2 separate regions of the Rattus norvegicus genome follow, and region 1 is linked to region 2. A link is a contact called in public Hi-C data. All regions are on one chromosome and are shown on one strand. Each heading gives the region's core, a stretch centred on a gene start, on an enhancer-like site or on the middle of the called end of the contact. The rest is flanking DNA. Distances are from core to core; before and after follow the strand shown. Region 1 overlaps Snx10 (sorting nexin 10). Region 2 holds the start of Hnrnpa2b1 (heterogeneous nuclear ribonucleoprotein A2/B1).

The links. Hi-C and Micro-C count contacts between places; a contact is called where the count stands out from the background.
Region 1: a Hi-C map of frontal cortex shows a contact between it and region 2, with 2.7 times the contacts expected there. The contact joins the enhancer-like site here to the promoter of Hnrnpa2b1 in region 2. A contact is called at or near these places in 2 of 12 Hi-C or Micro-C datasets (Schwann cells and frontal cortex).

Annotation. Positions count from the first base shown.
Region 1 is chr4:81,988,012-81,994,078 of GRCr8, forward strand. It overlaps Snx10 (sorting nexin 10), which reads left to right. Exons shown (of 7, transcript NM_001013085.1): 3 at 2,246-2,332. All of the region lies in intron 1 of LOC120102272 (a long non-coding RNA gene), which reads right to left. Among named protein-coding and RNA genes, the nearest start is that of Snx10, 48 kb to the left of the region's middle. Within about 2 kb of position 3,075, at least 2 of the 93 cell types and tissues checked have an H3K27ac peak or open chromatin away from gene starts, as enhancers often do.
Region 2 is chr4:81,872,717-81,878,032 of GRCr8, forward strand. It overlaps Hnrnpa2b1 (heterogeneous nuclear ribonucleoprotein A2/B1), which reads right to left and starts at 3,170. Exons shown (of 12, transcript NM_001104613.2): 1 at 2,960-3,170; 2 at 714-749; 3 at 506-616; 4 at 213-359; 5 at 1-33. The coding sequence starts at 2,965. It overlaps Cbx3 (chromobox 3), which reads left to right and starts at 3,963. Exons shown (of 6, transcript NM_001008313.2): 1 at 3,963-4,002; 2 at 5,142-5,194. The coding sequence starts at 5,171.

The DNA.
Region 1 (6,067 bases), core at 1,825-4,324, 120 kb after region 2:
GCCATGGGCCTTGAACTCCGGACAGTCCTGCCTCCCCCTCCTGAGTGCTGGGATTATGAGCCTCCTTGCCTGGCTTCCCCTTCTGCTTCGCTGGTTGAGAATCTGCCATTTCAATGCAGGCGCATGTTTTCCACCTCTGACCATGTGTGACATTGAGTGGTTGGAAATAGTTGGCCTCTGTTCGACTCATCCCAGAATGTGTGCCTCTTCCATGGAAAACGGGTACTGCCAATACCCTCTGTGGGAATGTGGCTTCCACGGGACACAGTGACTCTGAACCGTCCCTTAGTCTAGCCACAGTGCCAAGGACAACACTACTTTTGAGGGACAGTGAAACAGTTATTTCTTTTTTCTCTTCTTTTTTTAAAGGTTTGTTTATTTTTTTGTATAAGAGTGCAATGTAGCTGTCTTCAGACGCACCAGAAGAGGGCGTCAGATCCCATTACAGATGGTTGTGAGCCACCATGTGGTTGCTGGGAATTGAACTCCAGACCTTTGGAGGAGCAGTCAGTGCTCTAACCACTGAGCCATCTCTCCAGCCCCTATGATTTTTTTTTTTTTTTTTTTTTAATTAGAAGAGAGAACTTTTAGGTCAAAGAAAGGCCCATAAAAGCCAGAGTGGTGCCTTATGAGTGCAGGGTTGGGAGGCTTGGATGGGGTCATGGTCTTCTGAAGACCGCGGTCTTTCCTCTCTTCCCAATCTATTTATTTGATGAGATTGGATGTGGTCAGGGTGAACCCTAACTCCTTCTTCGTTACTCTCTTTCCCTCCCTCATTCCCTGCTCCTCCCCCTCCCTACTGGCCAAGCAAACAGATTTATTTATTTATTTGTATTGTTTCGTTTTTCAGGATGGGGTTTCTCTGTGTAGCCCTGGCTCTCCTGAAACTCTCTCTTTAGACCACGCTGACCTTGAACTCCCAGAGATCTGCCTGTGTCTGCTTCCCTAGAACCCTGAGGCCATGCAGTGAGACAGTCTCTAATGCAGGATCAGAGCCATTTTGTAAGACCCGGCTTGCTGGATGCAGTGACGGAAGCATGAACTACTTTTCCGCTTTTGAAAAGCGTCTTATGGACTGAGGCAAACCTTGTTTATTATTGGGACAGCAGCACAGACGTCTGTCCAAACCCATGGCCTGCCTTCCTCTTCTGTTTTGAATCTTTAAAAAAAAAATTAAAACTCTTTATGTGTGTAGGTGTTCTTTCTGCATGTACGTCCATGCACCACATGCACGCTGTGCCCAGGCAGCCCAGACGACGGGGTCAAATCCCCTAGGAACCACAGTTACCATGTGGGTGCTGGGAACAGAGTCCTTGGTCCTCAGGAAGAGCAACAAGTGCTCCCTCCAACTCCTTCCTTCCATTCTTACTATCTCTAAAAACAAACACAATTTTCTTTTATGTGTGTCTACTTACTGACTTATTTTGTCGTTTTGACTTGGCTCTGTGGCTGAGCCTGGTCTGCCATTTATGGCCCCCTCCCGCCTCTGCCTCCAGGTGCTGGGGTTGCAGGTGTGTCCTGTGGCTCTGCTTTAGAAAACTTCCCTTTTAGTCATCATGAAAGGGGAAACAAATGACTTGGTGTATAGAAAATGTATTTAAAGATCATGGGAGAGGGCTGGAGAGATGGCTCGGTGGTTAAGAGCGTGGGCTTCTCTTCCAGAGGTCCTGAGTTCAATTCCCAGCACCCGCATGGTGGCTCATGACCATCTGTAATGGGATCTATCCGATGCCCTCTTCTGAAGACAGCTACGGTGGCTCAGCTCATAGACACAAAATAGATAAATAAATAATTTTAACAATCGCGGGAGAGGGTGTGTGTCTTCCTGTTAAGTTACTGTGGCCCATTCTCAGGGGAGCCTCTTTATTTGTGACCCAGAAAGCAATTTGCTAGACAGACCATGGATACTTGAGGTGGTCTTAGCTGATGCACTGAGAAGCTGAGACAATGGCAACTTGTTTTTCACGATTGGGTATTGAGGGCCAGTATGAAAATGTATCTTCTCCATGGTTTTCAGATACCCCAGCACCGTCCCTAAGCACTCTCGGCTCAGTTTTGCATTATTTAAAGGTTTCCACTGTGGCCGTATGTTCTGGACTCTGGTGACACCTGATTCATGGTCTCTACTTCCTTCTTGCCGAGGGCGGGCGAGCACGCTGGCTGGCGCTTCCAGTTCTGCCCTGCCAGCTCCTGCCAGCCCTCCCCACAGTCCTGACGCTGCTCTTTCTTCCCAATGCCCTTACAGGAGTTCGTGAGTGTCTGGGTCCGAGACCCCAGGATTCAGAAGGAGGACTTTTGGCATTCTTACATCGACTATGAGATATGTATTCACGTGAGTATAGCCGGTAGGAAACAGGTTGTAGGCGGCGAACATTCTATGTGACAGAATGCTACTGAGAACCGAAAAACCTTAATACAGAGAACTGAGCCGGATGATTGTGGCGAAGTCTGTATCACAAATGAAGCAGGGAGTTGAGGAGTTGCTTCTTTGAAGCTCATATTGTACTTGTTTAAGATATTAATATTTCAATATTTATTAGCTTTACTTATAAAGATGTGACTACTTTAAAAATGAATGGTTAAAGAGCATGCCTTAGCAATGGTATTTCCTTGTGATATTATATTTTTAAAATGTTTGTTTATGAGTGCTCTATCTGCATGTACACCTGCATGCCAGATCTGATTACAGATGGGTGTGAGCCACCATGTGGTTTCTGGGAATTGAACTCAGGATCTCGGGAAGAGCAGCCAGTGCTCCTAACCACTGAGCCATCCTTCTACCCCATGATATTATATTTCAAGATAATATATTATTTGGTAAACCTTAAATTTTGAGGGAACATTGAATTTTGGGGGAAAGAGATACAGTATTAACCACTGTAGGTGAATACACGGTAGTCGGTTTTATGATAGCATCTTTATTCACATGTGCCTTCATACTGAACAAGGTCGGCAGCCTGTCCTGCATGGGGCCACGTGAAAATATCCCGAGGCAGCTCTGCTGTTGCTCCTGCTCCTGCTGCCGCCGTAGAGCACGGGCAGCAGGGAGTTCGTAAAGGGACGCCTATATTTGTTCCCCTAGAACTCCTGGAAAAGGCAGGAGGCAGAGCAGACTGGCCCCAGACACTGACTTGCTGGCCCCTGGCCTTGACGATACATGCGTTCTTGTCTCACCAGGGCAGTCTGATGTGCCTGGGACTGTGTCTAACACAAGCATCTGATGTGTCTGGTGCACATGAGGTAACACGTAGCCCATCCCTCAGTGCCATCTGCATGCTGGAAGTCTGAGCACCACTGTAAAACCTTTTCCTCCCAGAGTTCCCAGTTTAGAAAATAAGCGAGTTATAAAACTCTGAACTGCCCCACCCCGTTTTCCTCTTTTTGCGATCATTTTCTAAGCCATTGATGTTCTTATTTTGCTTTTGTTTTACCCAAAAGCTCAAGCCAAAGATGCATTCTGTGTGCAAAGTTATGAGCACGTAAGAATAGGCGTGTGGGCTGGGGAGACGGCTCAGCAGTCACGCGCTGGCTTTTGCGGAGGACATGGGCGTTCAGGTCCCAGCACCCACATGGCAGCTCACAGCAGCTGGAGCTCCGGTCCCAAGGGATCAGTCTCTCTTCTGACATGCCCAGGCTTCTGCAGGCACACTCAGGAGCACACACACACACACTCTGGAGCACACACACACACACACTCAGGAGCACACACACACACACTCAGGAGCACACACACACACTCAGGAGCACACACACACACTCAGGAGCACACACACACACACTCAGGAGCACACACACACACTCAGGAGCACACACAAACACACACTCAGGAGCACACACACTCAGGAGCACACACACACTCAGGAGCACACACATACACACTCAGGAGCACGCACACACACTCAGGAGCACACACACACTCAGGAGCACACACACACTCAGGAGCACACACACACACACTCAGGAGCACACACACACACACTCAGGAGCACACACACACACACTCAGGAGCACACACACACACTCAGGAGCACACACACACTCAGGAGCACACACACACTCAGGAGCACACACACACTCAGGAGCACACACACACACACTCAGGAGCACACACACATTCAGGAGCACACACACACACTCAGGAGCACACACACACTCAGGAGCACACACATACTCAGGAGCACACACACACTCAGGAGCACACACACACACTCAGGAGCACACACACACTCTCAGGAGCACACACACACTCAGGAGCACACACACACACTCAGGAGCACACACACACTCAGGAGCACACACACACATACACTCAGGAGCACACACACACTCAGGAGCACACACACACACACTCAGGAGCACACACACACTCAGGAGCACACACACACACTCAGGAGCACACACACACTCAGGAGCACACACATACTCAGGAGCACACACACACTCAGGAGCACACACACACACTCAGGAGCACACACACACACTCAGGAGCACACACACTCTCAGGAGCACACACACACTCAGGAGCACACACACACACTCAGGAGCACACACACACTCAGGAGCACACACACACACTCAGGAGCACACACACACTCAGGAGCACACACACACACACTCAGGAGCACACACACACACTCAGGAGCACACATACACTCTCAGGAGCACACACACACACTCAGGAGCACACACACACTCTCAGGAGCACACACACACACTCAGGAGCACACACACACTCAGGAGCACACACACACACTCAGGAGCACACACACACACTCAGGAGCACACACACACTCTCAGGAGCACACACATACACTCAGGAGCACACACACACTCAGGAGCACACACACACTCAGGAGCACACACACACACACTCAGGAGCACACACACACTCAGGAGCACACACACACACTCAGGAACACACACACACTCTCAGGAGCACACACACACTCAGGAGCACACACACACTCAGGAACACACACACACTCAGGAGCACACACACACTCAGGAGCACATACACACACTCAGGAGCACATACACACACACTCAGGAGCACACACACACACTCAGGAGCACACACACACACTAAGGAGCACACACACACACTCAGGAGCACACACACACTCAGGAGCACACACACACTCAGGAGCACACACACACTCAGGAGCACACACACACACTCAGGAGCACACACACTCTCAGGAGCACACACACACTCAGGAGCACACACACACTCTCAGGAGCACACACACACACACTCAGGAGCACACACACACTCAGGAGCACACACACACTCTCAGGAGCACACACACACACACTCAGGAGCACACACATACACACACACTCAGGAGCACACACACACTCAGGAGCACACACATACACACACACTCAGGAGCACACACACACTCAGGAGCACACACACACTCAGGAGCACATACACACACTCAGGAGCACATACACACACACTCAGGAGCACACACACACTCAGGAGCACACACACACACTAAGGAGCACACACACACACTCAGGAGCACACACACACTCAGGAGCACACACACACTCAGGAGCACACACACACTCAGGAGCACACACACACACACTCAGGAGCACACACACACTCAGGAGCACACACACACACTCAGGAGCACACACACACTCAGGAGCACACACATACTCAGGAGCACACACACACTCAGGAGCACACACACACACTCAGGAGCACACACACACACTCAGGAGCACACACACACTCTCAGGAGCACACACACTCAGGAGCACACACACACTCAGGAGCACACACACACTCAGGAGCACACACACATACACTCAGGAGCACACACACACTCAGGAGCACACACACACACTCAGGAGCACACACACACACTCAGGAGCACACATACACTCTCAGGAGCACACACACACACTCAGGAGCACACACACACTCTCAGGAGCACACACACACACTCAGGAGCACACACACACTCAGGAGCACACACACACACTCAGGAGCACACACACACACTCAGGAGCACACACACACTCTCAGGAGCACACACATACACTCAGGAGC
Region 2 (5,316 bases), core at 1,920-4,419:
CACAGTCACATGGGCTCCTGGTTTCCCAGACTCCTACAATAAATACAAAGTTAAATTCTGACAGAAAAAACCTTGACTACATCTTACATGTCCATCTTAAGACAAATTCTCCAGATGTTACAATAGGTTTAAAGAGGTTTGTATTGAGAAACATGTACAAAAAATGCACAGTATAAAAAGAAATGAGATCAATGTGCTTAGGTTTTCCTTACCTCTCTTGCCACAGCACGTTTTGGCTCAACCACCCTGCCATCAATGGAATGAGGCCTTGCAGCCATGGCAGCATCAACCTCAGCCATAGATGAGAAAGTTACAAAGCCAAATCCTCTTGATCTTTTGCTTGCAGGATCCCGCATAACCTTTAAATTCAGAAGATAATTCATCGTATTAGGAACTAAAAATATCAAGTAGAATGTTTTAACACTGATTTTATTCCATATACTATTCACTCAAAAAAAAAAAAAAACAAAAAACAAATCAAACCAGACTTTCAGAGTTAACGTACCACACAGTCTGTGAGCTTTCCCCATTGCTCGTAGTAGTTTCTCAAACTTTCTTCTGTGGTTTCAAAGCTTAAGCCACCAATAAAGAGCTTACGGAACTGTTCCTTTTCTCTCTGCAAAGGAAAACACCATTTCAATTTTTATTTACATTTTCTCTTTGTATGCAGGAAATTAAATTCTTAAATATGAGGTGACCTGCTGGCAGAGTACCTTTTTCCTCTCCAAAGGAACAGTTTCTAAAGTTTTCTGGGGGGAAAAAAAAAACTTACATCAAATTTAAACCATATGTTAAACTGCATTAGTTGTGTTACACCAAAAATTGTCTGAGCTGAGCTATACAAGTTTCAAAGTCACTAACACTTGGTCTAACTTTTAATTCACATAAATTTTTCTTCACAAAAAAAAATTTTTTTTCAGAAAAACCATGCCCAACTCTGAAGTCATTTAAAGGGTATTAAAGAATTCTTTTGAAATTCATTAAATCCTACAACCCAAGCACAGAGTAAATTATTTTTAAATAAAAAAAAAAAAAAGGCCCTCACTAATGTTTCTAAAACCACCACTTCCAAACACTTCCAAGACTGAGTTTCGGCAAAGTGGCATATTTGCTTTTCCTTATACTGCCCCCTCTGGTGTAAATTTTGACTACCTCAAGAGAAAAAATCCTGCAACTCTGAAACAAGCTCCATGAAGAACTCTGAGACTCCAGATGTATCACCTTAAATCTGTGATTTTTGTCTTGTTATCATCAAAAACCAAGATGTTAACAAACTAGGACATACTCTCCAGAACCTATTATGATTGCACAAAAAAATGAAAAAGCAAAAAAAAAAAAAATCACAAAAAATTCCGTATTGTTCAGCCCAAATCTATTAATTTCTCTAAAATATGCTTAAAAAGCCAATGTTTACTACATTTTTGTGTTCTAAATTTTAATAGAAATGAACAAAATTGTTTTTTTAAATAGTCAAATAACTACATTTCAATCGGTTTCCAAATGGAGTTTTGAGACAATTCTACAAAAATGTCAGTAAATACGTTTTCCTTAATCTAAATCACGAGTATTAAATACACGCAGTTTTCATATCACTAACAAAAAGCAAAAGCTCATTACTTACCTCGTAGATTTTTCCAAACTTACCAGACGTCCACTATCGATTATAAACAAGGTTATTTTTTTAAATGTGCTTGGCGTCAAAGAAAATAACCAAGTAGACCCCTTACAACTCAAACTTAAAAGCTTATCAATGTAACGATCCATCATGATTACAAACAAAAATAAAAAAATCGAATGACCAAGTTCAAATATATTGTGATCTCGAAGTAAGCTTTATAGAGCTAGCACATGGATTATTGTTCGCTGAGCCATGCTGAGTGAAGGCTACGAAAAGTCAGTTATTTCACTTCCTAATTGTGGCCACGTGTTAAGGATCCGTTTATTTTACCAACAAACACTAAGATTTCCTTAAAAAAAATGCTCATAATACGAATAATTCCATACAGGAGGATCCTTTCGGGTGATAAAAGTATCCTGCAATAAAATAAAAATCACCCTCCGCTCAAGATAGCGTAAACTCCCTAGGGTCTAAGATGAGCGCTCCGATTTTCCACTTTGATTTTCCTACTACTGTTCAAGCGGCTCACCCCGCCACTCGCAATCTTACACTAACTAGGAAAAAAATAAAACGTTCCTTTGCAGCAAGGCAGCCTTCAACTAACTACCCGCCCAGGGTTTGGTTGTACTACGTTATCTTTGGCCTGTTCCAGCGCCGCCGCCACCCCCACCCCGCTCTTCTATGTGGCTTCAGAACGCAATGGCGCCATTTCATCGAGGGGAAGGCAGCCTTTAGCGATGTGCGCAGGACTCTTTAAGATCCAAGCCCAAAACACTTAAATCCACCTCGAAACGCTATGAAATCATCACAAAACGATGGAAAAATCCCTAGGCATGTCTACGCAGACGAAAAAGAGAAAAGCAAACTAGTAACCCAAAGTGTTGAAAGCAAAATCGCAGCGAGGAAGGAGATGGGAAAATGGCGGACGCCAAATCCGGTTCCCGGGAGGGGGGAGGGGAAGCTTCGCAGAATCACTCCGGGGACCAGGGGGCCCCCGAAACGTTCCGCCACGAACATAACCGGATCCTTAGGCCGCGCACATCGAGAAGAGAAAGCGATGGCCCTCTCCTGCGCTCCTTTAGCGGTCCAGCCGCGTCGCGGCGGCCACGTCCCATCCCCCACCCCAGCAAAGGGAAATGGCGCCCGGCGGCTGAGGGCGGGGAAGGCGCTCGGACAATCGGGCCTCCGACAACGACGCCTCAGAAACTCGCCAAGGCCAACGGCCACTCGAGTGGCCGTATTCCCTCTGCCGGACCACGGAGGCGGGTGTCCGGTTTCCATTGCGGTGCCTCCGGCCTCACCATGCCCTTTCTAATAACTCATTGATTTCAAACCCGTTACCTCCATCGCGGACTCAGTCGCTTCAGCTCGATTTCCCGCAGCCGAGCGAGAAGAGAAAGACCTCCGCGGACGGACACGCACGGGACTCGTCCTGACGCTGTGGTGAGAGCAGCCGATGGCCAAGAAACTGCGCCGCACGGAGCACCTGCACACGGGACCGGCGCCGCTGCTACTGCCGCTGGAGCCGAGACCGCCGCTTTTCTAGAACCTTCCCCCACTAACGCGTCTCCGCTTACGTCAGGCCGTTACGCAAACGTCCTAACCGCCGCCAATGGCGGGAAGGGCCTACACTCTCCTTACGCCAAGTACGTGCTCCTCCCCCTTTAGGTATAGCGGGACTGGTTTACATGACTTGCGCAACTGGCTTCAGTGAATTGCGGAAGGCTCGTGCTCAGCGTGTTACTACGTCCGGAACTAGGTCCGGCCCCCACCTCCGCGTAGGGAGCCGAGAAACGGTCGCGCAGTTTGAAATTAACGCCGTCGGGAGGGGCTTAGGCTGGAGCTCTGGCGTGCGGCCCTCTCCACCAAAGCGCCCCCTCTGCAGCTACGCCTTTGCCAATCCTGTCTCCGGGTTTTCGAGCCACACAAATAGTTCTACCTGTCCCAAGGGGGCTCCTCACTCGGTCCCTCCCAGAAGGACTTGTAGTCCAAGTACAATCCCCAATGCCAAAAGCCTTGGGAGCCCGCGCCCAGTAAGAGGTGGTGCTTAAAGAACCCGGCTGTTGAGCTCCCCGGCCCTCGAGCTCCGGGTGAGGTGGGCGGAGCCCTGCTTTGGCGCGCTTTGAGACTGAGAAGCCTCCGCCGTCCTGCCTGCCTTCCCCCACCCTCGGGAGACCCCCGGGCGCCACGCAGCGAACGGTGAGCGGCGCGCGCGCCGCCCCCCGCAGGACGCGTTCCCGGCGGGCCCCGCGCGGCCAGGGCGTGGGCGGTGCCTCCCCCTCCCCCCCAGCGGAGCTGCCCGCGCCCCCTCCCCTCGGATGTGGCTGAGCTGAAGCGCGCAGGCGGGAGACTCTGCAGGATCCGCGGCCCTGAGCATCTGAGCGGTGAAGTCCGAGGCTTGCTTTCTATCTTGCGCGTGGTGGGGGTTAGGATGCTCTGTGCGCCCGAGCTTGCGGGGAGCCTGCGGGCCCCAAGCTCCGCCGTGGGCCGCGGGCAGGGGGGAGGCTGGCTCGGGCCTTGCTGAGGCGCCGCTCTGGTGAATGGGGAGATGGTACAATCGTGCACGAGGGTGGGAGCCGGATGACAGCTGCCTTGACTCCAGACAAAGCGCGGCCCTCCCCTCCCCCAGCCTCGCCGCGGGCCCACAGGGAGAGCAGTGCAGGCTCTGCAGCTGCGAGGCCTGAGGCCCCGGGCTTCGGCGCGCTCCCGGCTACGTGGCCGCCGCCGCCGGATGGGGGAGGCGCGGGCCCGTGGCGCAGTGCCCTTGAGCCCCCGCCGCCGCCGCCTTTGTTTCTCCCCGCGGAGGCGCTGACCACGAGGCCCGCTCTCTCGAATGGGGGACGGGCTACCCAGCTTGGTCTCTCGACGCGGGAATGGAGCTCGGAAGGGGCCCTCCTCGAAGGAGAACGGGCGTGAAGGAGGTCGATTTCTTCGGTTCTTATCAGAACAGTACTTGAGGCAGGAGGATTGCCAATCTGGACTAGAGATAGTGATTACCGTCGCCGCCCCCCCACACACACACCCGGAGAAAGAAAAAGGCTAGGAAATAGGACTGAGACATCTTAATGTGTTCCTTTTACATCGTGATTGAAGAGGGAGGGCTTCTGAAAAAATAAGGATGGAATTATATGAGCTCCTTGGAGTATTTAGAAATCTAAAGAAAAAAAAGTTGTATGGTTATTAACCGACAAAAGGTAAATAATAATAGTAACTGTTTTGGAAACAGAAGATTGCCTTTCATTCAAAATAAAAATTGAAATTGTAAAAATTCTATTTGAACTGAAAAAGTAATTCTCACCAACTAAAGTCTGAGGTACCAGTGTTCCTAGTAAGATTATTTTTACTAACCTCTAAAGCACTGACATACTGAAGTTATTAGTTACATACTGATAACACAGGAACTCAGAACTGTTTCCTTGCATTTTTACCCGAGATTCACAAGTTGAAAGCCACACAAAACTTGTAGTTGCCTTTTGTGTGTCATGAAAATTTAACCGTCCTACATTTTTTTTTCTTGCAATAGCTCTTCAAGTCTCCGATTAAATTTTAAAAATGGCCTCCAATAAAACTACATTGGTAAGTTTGTGAAAACCTAAAACATAATACTCTTAACTGAAGGGGGTTTTTTTTGTATAAAAATTAAAAGCTAAGAAAACATGTGGTGGTGGATCTCTTTGAATTTGAGGCCAGCCTGGTCT